3 separate regions of the Ovis aries genome follow, and all the other regions are linked to region 3. The links are chromatin contacts, called in public Hi-C maps. All regions are on one chromosome and are shown on one strand. The core of a region is the stretch at or near the end of the contact, and the rest is flanking DNA. Distances in the headings are between cores, read along the strand shown.

Region 1 (3,938 bases), core at 796-3,295, 180 kb before region 3:
AAATTTGATCATAAAATTTATTGGCTTTTCACAGAAAGCCATCAATAATCAACCTCTGTAACCTCATCTCAGGCTTCATTCTTGATAATTACCCTCCTGCAGCTTCACCTCCTACAAGTGCACAGACGGCCAGGCTCTTCCCTCTCAAGCTCTTGTACGTGTTCTTTTTCCTGGGTGGAATACTCGTCCCTCAGATTTTTCGTGTGGATAGTGCCCTATGATGCTTTGTTGGTTTTTTTAAGCCGCTAAGTTGTGTCTGACTCTTTCAGACCCCATGGACTGTAGCCCACCATGATCCTCTGTCCATGGGATTCTCCAGGCAAGAATATGGGATTCGGTTGGCATTTGCTTTTCCAGGGTATCTTCCTGACCTAGGGATCAAACCCATGTCTCCCCCATTAGAGGAGGATTCTTTACCACCGAGCCTCCAGGGAAGCCCCTATCATGCTTTAGGGCTTAGCTCAACTCTCACGCCTCAAAGGGGACCTCCACGACCACTGTGCTTACGTCAGATGGCACTCACCCACTCCATGGGTACCACGGATCCATTCATTTGTTTGCCTTTTTATTGTCCATTGCCCTAATTAGAATGAAATCTCCAGGAAGGCTGGGACGAATTCTCCAGGAAGTCTGTTTTCTTTGCTGTTGTCTCTAGCACCGGTCCAAGTTCTGACACCTGACGGGGGCTCAATCAGTTTTTGATACATCCTTTCCACTTCTGCACCGGATCCCATCCCCTCTCACCTTCTCAAGGGCATTGTGCCACTAACACTCCTCGCTATCATCATCATCCCTTATTAGGATCATTCCCATCAACAGACAAAACACACTATAATTTCTCCTACTTAAAAAAAAAGCAAAAAAAATAACTGCTCTTAACCCACATCCTTTTTCAGTTGACACACTACATATTTCATATGTTGTATTTGTTGTCTGTCTCCTGCATTAGATGAGAATCTCCACAAGGGAGAGGGTTGTGTCTGTCTGCGGCTGCATCTCTAATGCCTGGAAAACAGTGCTCACTCACTAAAAATGTGGTCAATGTATGCATCATTTTGCAGAATGAATGAATTTATGAAACAAAAGAGACTTTCTTAATCAATAGAGAAAAAAAATCAGTCTATATCTGGAGCAATGTCTAGATAGCTTAAAAGATAACATTCAACTAATAAGCAATATACATAAGAAAGATTTGCAGGGGTATGTAGTAGCTATCTAATTGTGTCAGTGATGTGGGGAAGAATTTTATTCCACTCTGAGGTACTGCCTTCTAATGTGGAAAGCTCAACAAGGCAGTTTAATGGAGAAAGGAAAAACTAGTGACAGGCTTCTGAGCATTAAGATAACAGCCAGCCTTGTCTTAGAGACGAAAAACTGAGGCTCAAAGGTAGTAATTTTTCTCAGTCTCTGTGTTCTCCCCTTTAATGGCCTAGGACATAATTATCTATAAAACATATCCAGATAACCAACTCACAGTAAAAGGGAAGTTGTTGTCCTTAGAAATTTAACACCACCAATTTCTTTTTAAGGCTGAGTGCCAAAGAATTAATGCTTTTGAACTGTGGTGCTGGAAAAGATTCTTGAGAGTCTCTTGGACAGCAAAAAGATCAAACCAGTCAATCTTAAAGGAAATCAACTGTGAATATTCATTGGAAGGACTGATGCTGAAGCTGAAGCTCCAATACTTTGGCTACCAGATACCAAGAGGCAACTCGTTGGAAAAGACCCTGATGCTGGCAAAAATTGAAGGTAAAAGGAGAAGGGGCGACAGAGGACGAGATGGTTGGATGGCATCACCGTCTCAACAGACATAGTTTGAGCAAACTCTGGGAGACAGTGAAGGACAGGGAAGCCTGACCTGCTACGGTCCATGGGGTCCCAAAGAGCCAGACACAGCTGAGTGAACAATTGCTTTCCGCAAACTTGACATGCAATAATAGAGCTGCCCAGGAGGTGGCGACTCGCCTTTCTCTCCAGGAGGTCTCCACAGTAGCAGGCCACTGAAGGGCGCAGAGCTACTGGGGCCTGGCTGGGTCAGCCAGGCAGGGCCTTCAGGGAGGAGAGCCCCTAAACAAGGCTCTGCCTCAGAATGCTCCATTCTTGTTGGCTAAACCCCCATAAGTAAAATAATTGCTACTGAAAAAGATACAGTTTTAAAGCTTCAGATGCAAAAGAACTACAGATCTGGGATGGTTGGCAGGTTCACAGTCGGGATATTTATCTCAAATTCAGGGAGTTTGAAAATCTAGGACAGCTCCTTGGCAACCCAGTACTGACGGTCCTTTTGTTTGACTTTTCTGAGGCAACAGCCTCTGAGAGCCAACCAGATTTTCTCCATGAGAGAGACTCAACCTGGCCAGCATTCTACCGCAGGAATTATGAACCTGAGATTTGGGGTCCACATGGGGTCACTCTGAGTCGTATACAACTGAGCAACTACCACACAACCCCTATAAAGGGGCGCTAGTGGTAAAGAACCTGCCTACAATGCAGGAGACCCAGGTTCCATCTCTGGGTTGGGAAGACCCCCTGGAGAGGAAATGGCCACCCACTCCAGTATTCTTGCCTGGAGAATCCCATGGACAGAGGATCCTGGTGGGCTACAGTCCATGGAGTCGCAAAGAGACACAACCGAAATGACTCAGCACGCACACACACAAGCACACACACACACAAGCACACACAACCCCTGCAACTGGGTGTGGGATCGTGTGTGAGGGTTGGAGGTGGGGGGTGTGTTGACAGATACTTACAGTTTCTAGAGAAGAAAGCGCATTGTTTTCATCAGTCTTTCACAGAGCTCCATGATTCAGAAAGAGGAACTACTCTGAAAATCTTCCAGCCTTTCTCCCCAGAGGCCTTGTGGACTCTTTACCCCACTCTGTCCCCTGAGATACTCCAGTTCTCCAGCTGTCATTGAGAGGGGCATCAGGGATTGGCAAAGAGACAGAAACATCAGTTATTTAAACAGAGAGGGTCATCTAATGATTGGAACTAAGTGTAAAGTTGTTATCTAGGTAACAGAAAAGGCAAAAAGAGTGCACTAAGGTATCACAGGGTCAGCAACTGCAGGAGCAGCCCCCACCCCTAGGACCAGGTGTGGGGAGAGGTGGGAAGTGTTAAAACTTAGAAACCTGAAATCAGATGTTGAGGAGGAGGTTCTGCTCAGCTGAGCTGGAATCTCTGAGCTACAGAGGGGTCCAGGTGGTTTGGGAGGGGAGAGTGGGGGAGGAAGGGTGTGGGAACCCGGTGTCTCCCGGGAGAGGGGAGTGTGACGAGGCTGTAAGTGTTGGGGAAATGGCGAACTGCATACACTCCTGCATAAAAACTGCGTACCCATTTTGCTACAAGATATGCCTTCACTGCCAGGGTGAAGTGGGGAGACTAGGCTAACATGGATAGGAACAGGAAACCCACGCAGGAAGGAACAAGCCCCTCCTTACTCCTCCAGCCATGCTGTCTCCCTCTCGGGTCTCCCATTGGAAGACTGAATCTGGAGCCAGTTGGCAAAGGTGAAATCTGATTTGCAGAGTCCCAGCATGGAGGAGCCTGGTGGGCTGCAGTCCATGGGGTTGCAATGAGTCGGGCAAGACTGAGCAACTTCACTTTGAATTTTCACTTTCATGCCTTGGAGAAGGAAATGGCAACCCATTTCAGTGTTCTTGCCTGGAGAATCCCAGGGACAGGGGAGCCTGGTGGGCTGCCGTTTATGGGGTTGCACAGAGTCGGACACAACTGAAGTGACTTAGCAGCAGCAGCAGCAGCAGCTCTAGATCACAAGGCTGAGTACAGAAAGCTAGGTTTGAAGCCCAAGCTGACATAGCTTCCTCCCCTTGACCTTCCCTCTACTCCGCAATCAAAGCCATAGTCAGCCCATCACTTGTCCTTTAGATTTTCTGTACCTGTGCACAGGGTCCCCTAAGCTTCGAGGAACACAT
Region 2 (4,019 bases), core at 244-2,743, 230 kb before region 3:
GCAACACAAAAGAAAACACTGTGGGAACAAAGTCAAACATGTTTGTGGGCTGCATCCACCTGTACTACCAGTTAGCAATCACTGGATAAGGCTTAAGGTAGTGGGTGAGGGGGGTGGGCTGGGGTGGTTGTGGTGCATGCTCCTGGGGGTAGCAAGGTTAATCCCATGACCAATCCTTTGGAGAGCCTTGTCAAAAGCGGGTGTATTTCGCCTAATTGATTACTTTCTCCCTTGGGCTGAGTTAAGTAGCAGTCTTTGCTCTTTCTATAAAGAATCAATTCTTCGCTTAAGTAGTGTTGAAAGTTTCTGGATGAAAATTAGAATGACTAGGATCTATCTGCAGCCCTGCAGTGTGACTCCTGGCAAGTTTCAGACTCCTACTCACCTCCAATACAGGCAATGCAGTAGTTTTCTTTAAGACCATCAGTGACTGTTGTCTTCCTTCTATTCAGAAACTTGCTCAGAGAAGGAGGCTTCACTTTTTGAGTGTCAGGCCAAGAGCCTCCTTCATTGTTCTACATTTGATCTGCCCCACTCCTAACTTTGAATTATTCTTTTCATTGCTTGCTTGTTTCTTAACACTCAAGAATCTTTGGAAATATGCATACCTGTAGTACAGTCCGGACAGTGAGTTAAAGCAGGCACAAGAAGCATGTCATTTTGGGTCCTTTGAGAAACAGACACCAGGATGGACACCTTTTTTTTAAAAACAAACAAACAAACATTGATTTATTTATTTTGCTGTGCTGGCTCTTAGGCGCAGCGTGTGGGATCTAGTTCCCTGACCAGGGAGTGAGTGTGGACCGCCTGCATTGGGAGCATGGAGTCTTAACCACTGCACCATCAGGGAAGTCCTGGAAGGACACCTTTGGAGAATAAAGGGCAGAGGAGCAGAGGTTGGTGAGAAGAGCCTTCAGGCAACAAGGCAGGCCTGAGACTTGCCGAAGGAGAGAGGGCAGGAAAGAGGATTTGGGTCGAAAGAACCTTAGACTGGAGCTCAGCTCAAGAAAGTCTTGGCCAGGCTGATCGGAAGCCCAAGAGCAGAGGCGTTTCCTGACCAGGCTGTTCTCTGGATAAAAGAATTAGGTGCAGTCTCTTCTTTCTGCCTTGAATACGTGGAACTGGAATTGTCCTCCTATGACTCTAAAGATGGTGGAACAGAAATGAAGAAAGAGGCTGAGTTCTTGATGATATTACTGAACTGCTGCTTGGTGATGTCATTTATGCCTATTCTGGGCTACTTACTAGATGAGAAAAATAAACCTATCTCCAGATTTCTCATACAAGAAAAACAAACCACACTTCCTTGAAGGCTCTATTAGCTGAGTTTTATGTTATTACAGCCCAAACACCAAAACATCAGAAGAACTTGGTGTGACCGAGAGCCCAGATGTTGATGATGTCATCTGGCTCCACGAGGACAGCTGTGCCTGGAGCTAGCTCAATGCCCAGGACTTTTCGGTTATAGAGACAGTCCGTTCTCGTTCTGCTTCAACAGTTTAGGTTGGATTTTCTGTTGCCTGAAATGAAAAGACTCCTCATATAACTATTAACAGATAGCCAAGTAGACCAGTGAAGTTTTCCAGCTCCTCTCAGTCCCTCCTCCATAGCTTTTGGTGAGAAAGTGAGAATGTTAAAGGAAGGAGAGAAGAAAAGATTGACACGCAGTAGTAAGACTTGAGTTAGTCTGACAGAAGATTGGTATGCTTTTATAGTTCCGTGTCCAGAACTTGCTAGCTTCCCTAGGGTCCTAGCTTCCCTCCTCAGGGCTTTTGTTCCAAGGTTTGCCCTTGACACCTTGCAGGCACCTGCGAGTACTGCGACTCAGTTTCCCATTCCAAGCAACCCAGCGCTGCATTTCTGGGATCTTTTGTTCTCCATGATTCTTCCTTAGACGTAGCATGACCCATGCCTGTTAACCCAGCTCCTTAACCAGTCTGGTTTCCCTTGGTCTAAGGGCTATAACCCCCTGGTACTTACTGGTCTCCAGGACTTTCATCACTTCTGAGAAGGGACCATTTAGTCCAGTCTTGGTGTGGACCAGCATTAATAGGCAATTGCCACAGGGAGATAATACAGGAAGATAAATGCTAAAAATATACAGTGAATCACAGAAAATTACATCTCTTAAACCCTACAGTGTATTCCTATTGCCATAGCAACCCCCGGCTAGTAAAGACAGAGCTGATTTATCGCTGGCTTCCCCCAGCACTCAGTTCTGCCAGAAGCACCTCCAGCCTGTGGTGGGAGACCCAGTGAGGAGAGAGATGGGGACATCACTGATCCGGTGTTTTCTCCCCTCCATCCCTTCCAATGTATTTCTGTAGTGAAGGAACCTGAGTTCCTTCCATTGCAACCCAGATTGTCTTCCAGTGCCTTTTGTAAGATGAGGGTGACTGTTTCTAACCTCTGACAAAATATCCTGCATCCTGCCAACACGAATCCCCGTGGCAGCAGAGGGCTAACTTCCTGGAGGAGTCAGTGTGTATGGGCACGTGAAGAGGCTGTTGGTACTAGGCTGGTCTGAATGGAGGAGGGGAGGAGTCCACCTCATTCCTTCTCTTTTCCTTTCCTTCGCCTCTCCGCCCGCCGTTCTCTTTCCCCCACTTCCCTGCCTCTTCTCTCTCCTCTGCTATTTCCTTAGTAGGTCCACTGTGACGTGGACTAGCTGGGAGATGGGAGGAGTCAAGCTTTGACCATGAGTCTGGTACAGAGAGAGAAAATACAATGCACTTTAATAAGCATTTTGCTATTCCATTGGCACTCTAAAATTCATTGGTACATAATGTTTATTTTGTCATAATGTTAAAAACGAGATTCCTGATTGATATTGAAATTTTCATAGTTTGGAGGAATATTCTGGACAAGTTCTGGAACATCCTCTCTCAAAAATAGCCCTGCCTGGACATGTCAAAAGGACAAAGGAGAGAGCTGGAAGTTGCTCCCACTGGTCAAATTGCCATTTGGCAACCTTCATAGTAGTAATTGGTTCAGGCAAGAGCTATCAGTGGAGGTATAAGCCAGTGGGTAAAAATTTGATGAAAAGCAGTATTTTTATACAATCTCAAAGTTCCTTCTCATAAAATATGTATTGATTTCACAAATAAATATAGTAACTTTGCAGTGGAGAGGCTTGACAAGACCCCACCTGAAACAAACCGTCCAAGTTAGCATCAAAAGGGACAAATCAGTATCATGCCTCTCTGATGTGATGTGCTAAGGGCACACGGTCACCTCTGTGGTACTCCTGCCAAAACCGCAAGCTGAATCTAATTGTGAAAGAACATCGGAAGGTCTAAGAGTAAGGGACAGTCTATTCAAGAAGCGGCTTTTATTCTTCAAAAATGTCAATGTCATGAAAGACAAAACCTGATGAACTAACCTAATTGGAAAAAACTTAGAGAGACCCGACAACAGGAGATCTTGGATTGGATTCTGGATCAAATACTTTTTTGTTTATTGCTGTAAAGAACGTTGCTGGAAAACTGATGAAGTTTGGAAACGGTGTGTAGGTTAGGTACTGGTATTGTATCAGAATAATTTCCTGATTTTGATCATGCATTGATGTCATAAAAGAAAGTGTCCATTTTCTTCCCTGGGAATTTCACACTCAAGTCTTTTGAGATAAAAGGACATCATATCTGTAACTTACTTTCAACCGGTTCAGAAAAAAAGTATGTAAGATAAATGGATAGATAGATAGAAAATGATAAGCAAATGAGGTGGGTTACAGGAATTCCCTGTATTTTTCTGTAAAAAGGACTTTTCTATAAGTCTGAAATGATTTCAAAATGAAGATTAAAAAATAGCCCATCTTCAGACTGAAAGTCCTTTTCGGTAAGTTTTCCTCCCATTCTCCTTGCCCCCGTTTCCCTCACTGATTCTCCCCTGTAGCGTTTAGGTTCTCACAGCTCCTGAACAAAGCAGGAGAATCTTGCCATAATGAGGGAGTGTGAGGAGGGTGTGTGTATGTGCCTGTGTGTGATTGAGGAAAATGCAACGTCTCTCTCAGGGTGTCA
Region 3 (3,947 bases), core at 36-2,535:
GAAAAGAGGAGCCTAGTGGGCCTGGTGGGCTATAATCCATGGGGTTACAAAAGAGTTGGACATGATTTAGCCACTAAACAACAAGAAGACAAGAACCAGCCTATAAATGTGCAAGAAATTCCAGACAAACATTCTTTGGACAGATTTCTTTTCTTTTTTTTTTTTGAGCAGAAAGAGGTAGAGAATATAAATATTTCACTTCCTAGGCTTTTGGAAAGGAAAAATGAAGGCAATATTAAAAAACCCAGGAATTTTGAGGCAAATGTAAAGGAAAGCTTTGAAACTGGAGATCTTAAAGTTAAACATGCTTGCTAAAGTATTGTTAAAAAGTACTGTTTAAAGTAAGAAAGCAGATATCGACCTCGCCTCTGACTTCTAAAAAGTACCTAGAGTTTGACTGTTAAAACTTTGGCCTTTAATCTATCTTACTATGGCATAAATCTAAAATTTCTGTTCAATTCCAACTGAGGTATGTAGCCATTATAGCAGACTTTTGTTCAGTTTATTAACTTAGCGCAGAAACCTCTGCAGTGAGCGATAGCAACCACGCATAGGATAAATGATGGATGAATGATGGAATATAAACGCTAAGCTAGAATATAGTTCTGGCTCTGCCAGTATATATTTTTGTGTAACCTTAGATCAGTCACTCTACTTTTTTCTCAAATTTCTCTTCTTACAGGGAGACAATCATAAAAATGACTGGAAACTACCACTTCACTGAGAGCTTTTTCTTTAAAGGGCTGATGATAAAAACCAATCGCAAGGTCCAGCAAACCTCTTTCAGAGGAAACTCAACTTCTTGAGGGCAGGGAACTTTTTTTATTTTTGAATTAGCAGAATCTTATTTGTATTTCTGTAGTACAGTTTCTGGACTCTAAAAAGGTGTCAACAAGTATTGTAAATTTATTATTAGGCAGATTGCAGTCTTGGCAGCCTCTTAAATCTCTTTTCTGTGATCCTTTCATACTTGGCATCTAAAAGGCCGCCGATCTTCGCTCTGTGATAGGTTCCCAAGGCATGTACTTAAAAATATCCAAGTCTAGAGAAGTCATTCTTGTCTTTACTGGCACCATTTCGCTTTCTCAAGGTATTGCACCCAGGCTTGGGATCTGGGTCCGGAGGCTACAGGGAAGAGTTCGGTACGGGAAGCTCATCCTCCCGCCCTCCGATTGGCTGACCCGCACTCCACTCACGCGGTTCGTGTCTCTGATTGGCCTCCGTAGCACCCCCCCGCCCCCCCCGCCTCGGCTCGCGACTACTTTGTGTGCCTGGGCGGCGCGCTCAGCTCCTCCGGCTCAGCTCGCCGACAGGGCTGGACTGGGCTAGCTCTTCGGCCCACTGCTCTGCATCGCGGGCGCCAGGAATTTTCCCGAGTCCGAGCCGGGTAGGAAGCATCCTAGGGAAAAGCTGCCTCCTCCGCCCCATGTTCTCTTTCCCGTACTGAATAAACTTCCGCCTTGGAGGGGTTGTTGCAGCCGCGGGTCGGGGGGAGAGGCCAGGCACCGAACCCAGGCTCTCATGGGGGAGGGGTCTTTCTGTCCAGGCGAATGACCAGCTCTCAAAAGATTAAACCGGGCTTCGCTATTCGCATGGGAGTGCGATGCCATTCTATGATCGTGCTTTGCAAGCTGCAGCGGAGCGGCCAGACCTGCGCTACGGGGGCTGAGCAGCAGCGATCACTCCTAAAAAGTAGCAAGGAGCCTGCTTCATATCTCCAGTACCAGTGGTACTTAAGGGCCGCGGGCTGATCTGGCACGGGCCGATCCGTTTCCCGGCGGTTGAGAATACGGCATTCCCCGGAGGTGGCGCTCCCGGGAGTGGGGAAGCCCGGCTCCGCTCGCGCCTCCTTCAGCCTCTGGCCTTCAAGCGGTAGAGGGCGGCCTACACTCGTGTCGGAGTCGGCGCCCGTGCGCACACCCTGCTGCCCCTGCTAGAAGTCTTCCCGTCCCACTGTGGCTCAGCCCGGCAGTCGGACGCTGCGGCTACGCGGTCCACGGGCGCGGCGAGAAGGGGGCGGGGAGAAACCCTGGCACAGGCGGGGGTCGCCGTAGGAGGCAGGGGCCAGCGCATGCGCGCCTTCTCCCAGAAGCTTGGGACGCCGAGGGGGCGCGCGCTCCCATTCGCGCGGGCACGCTTGCGCTAGCTGAGGCTTCCCCGCCTGCGTTCGCGGTCAGAGCCGCTCAGGCGCGTGCGCGTGTTATCTCCGGTAGACCCGAGTAGCCCGGTTCTCCTCGCTCCAGGCCCCCGCCCCTCGCCGCCCCCCGGCCGACCCGTCCCCTTCCTCTCCTCGCGGAATGGGGCCGGCGCTGCTCGGGGTCGCGCGCCCGGGACCCGGCTCGTGCTCGGTCTCGCGCTGTCAGCGACTGCCTGGCTCGCGCCGCCTCGCGCTTTCCCTCAGTCAGTGGCGCCGAAGGCTCCGTTAAGCAGCGACGGCGGCGGTTCCTGTTTCCGTTTCTTCCTCTCCCTTCAGTAGGGAGTAGCATCCTCCACCCAGCCACCCCTCCCACTTCCCCAACGCGGGGCAGCTGCGGCTGCGGGCTGTAGCGGCGGCGGCTGCTGGGGAACGGCGGAGACCGCCTCTGCTCCCGCCTCGGGTAAGGGGGCGTTTGGGAGCCGGGCCCCGCGCGCCCCGGGGTCTGGAGGTGGGCAAGCGCGGGATCTCAGGAGGCTCCGGGGAGGTGCCTGCTGGCCGTCGCAGCTCTCTTTCCCCCGAGGAGACCCCCGGGCCTTTTGCTGCCACTGCTGCTGCTTATGCAGCGGCTCCGGGGAAAGTGGGGAGGGAGCCCCCGGGACCCTCTGATGGGTGCCTTTGCGCGGCCGCGGGGGTGCGGGGGGGTGGGGGCGGCGGGCAGGGGACTAGGGACTCCTGCCGCCTCGGCCGGGCGTGGAGCGGCTCGGCTGCTGCCCTCGGCGTCGCGCATCCTTGGTTAGGGCAGGGGCTGAAACCGAGGACAGGAGATGGGGGCAGGGGTGGGAGGTGTTCCTCGTCTCCTCTGCTCTCACCTGCCCTTTCTCCAGCAACTCGCTCTCTGGTGTCACAGACTGTGAGGAGGAGCATGCTTGTGCTTTAAGGGCTTTCCTGAGGGGTTCTCCGGCAGGAAATCGGGGAATGGACCCGTGCAAAGATCCGCTCCCGGCGAGGGGCCAGTGCCAGGGCAGTTTCACGGCTTGAGTGCCGCTGCACCCTCGTTTGACGTGGAAATGATGAGCTGGCTGCTTTAGAGCTCCAAACTTATTTGGGAAGGTTAAATGAGTTCCTAAATATTTATTTATTTAACCTCCAGTTAAAGGAGGTTTGTCCTGCAAGAGTGAGTGGGCTGCCGTGTGCAGCACCTGTTTTTTTTTTTTTTTTTTTCTCACAGTGGGGATTGCAATCTTCAGCTACACATAACGTCAGAGACGCAGTGTATTTCTTAAGTTAAATGGCAGTGTCATGGTTAGAATTTATCCCTGGTGAGCTTTAGCGTTTGAGTGAGGCCTTGGATAGAGCAGGGTGTTCTTTCTTATTCCCACATTTGAGTTAGTTTACAGTTGACTTAATCCAGCTCAAGAGTGTGGACCTAGGCAAGCCAGAATCTCCTGTAGAAAACACCCAAACCTCAAGTAACGCAGACTAAATTTCGACAGAAGTTTTCTCTCAGTTTACAGTTAAACTCATCACATGTAACTGATTGAACTTTGGCTTGGTTCTCTTTAGAAACTGCAAGCAAGGTTTAATTGCAGTTTTTTGCTCCCTTGTTATTCTTGGGGATAAGTGCATATTTATTTTCTTGATTTACTTGTTTTTATGCATATTTCTTTTAAAGAATGCATCATATAGAAAACTTTTTAGGAGAGAGATTTGCAGCACTATAGAGTTATGCTGAAGTAGTGAAGTAAGTTGTATTCTCTCTTGAAAGTAACTTAAAATTAACCTGAAATCCTATGATGTATAATAAAGCCTT

What was found. A called contact is a pair of places that touch in the nucleus more often than the background predicts.
Region 1: a contact with region 3 is called in a Hi-C map of hypothalamus, with 6 times the contacts expected there. The contact joins the enhancer-like site here to the promoter of FUT8 in region 3. A contact is called at or near these places in 5 of 16 Hi-C or Micro-C datasets (blood, hypothalamus, omental adipose tissue and 2 more).
Region 2: a Hi-C map of hypothalamus shows a contact between it and region 3, with 2.4 times the contacts expected there. The contact joins the enhancer-like site here to the promoter of FUT8 in region 3. A contact is called at or near these places in 7 of 16 Hi-C or Micro-C datasets (blood, hypothalamus, mixed tissues and 3 more).

The regions. Positions count from the first base shown.
Region 1 is chr7:75,400,361-75,404,298 of ARS-UI_Ramb_v3.0, forward strand. It overlaps LOC121819990 (a long non-coding RNA gene), which reads left to right. Exons shown (of 4, transcript XR_009601268.1): 3 at 1,530-1,749. Among named protein-coding and RNA genes, the nearest start is that of MAX, 110 kb to the left of the region's middle. Within about 2 kb of position 2,046, at least 12 of the 54 cell types and tissues checked have an H3K27ac peak or open chromatin away from gene starts, as enhancers often do. A contact at or near this core is called in hypothalamus, where this site is marked.
Region 2 is chr7:75,349,743-75,353,761 of ARS-UI_Ramb_v3.0, forward strand. No RefSeq gene overlaps it. Among named protein-coding and RNA genes, the nearest start is that of MAX, 55 kb to the left of the region's middle. Within about 2 kb of position 1,494, at least 5 of the 54 cell types and tissues checked have an H3K27ac peak or open chromatin away from gene starts, as enhancers often do. A contact at or near this core is called in hypothalamus, where this site is marked.
Region 3 is chr7:75,576,311-75,580,257 of ARS-UI_Ramb_v3.0, forward strand. It overlaps FUT8 (fucosyltransferase 8), which reads left to right and starts at 1,286. Exons shown (of 13, transcript XM_042252632.1): 1 at 1,286-1,387.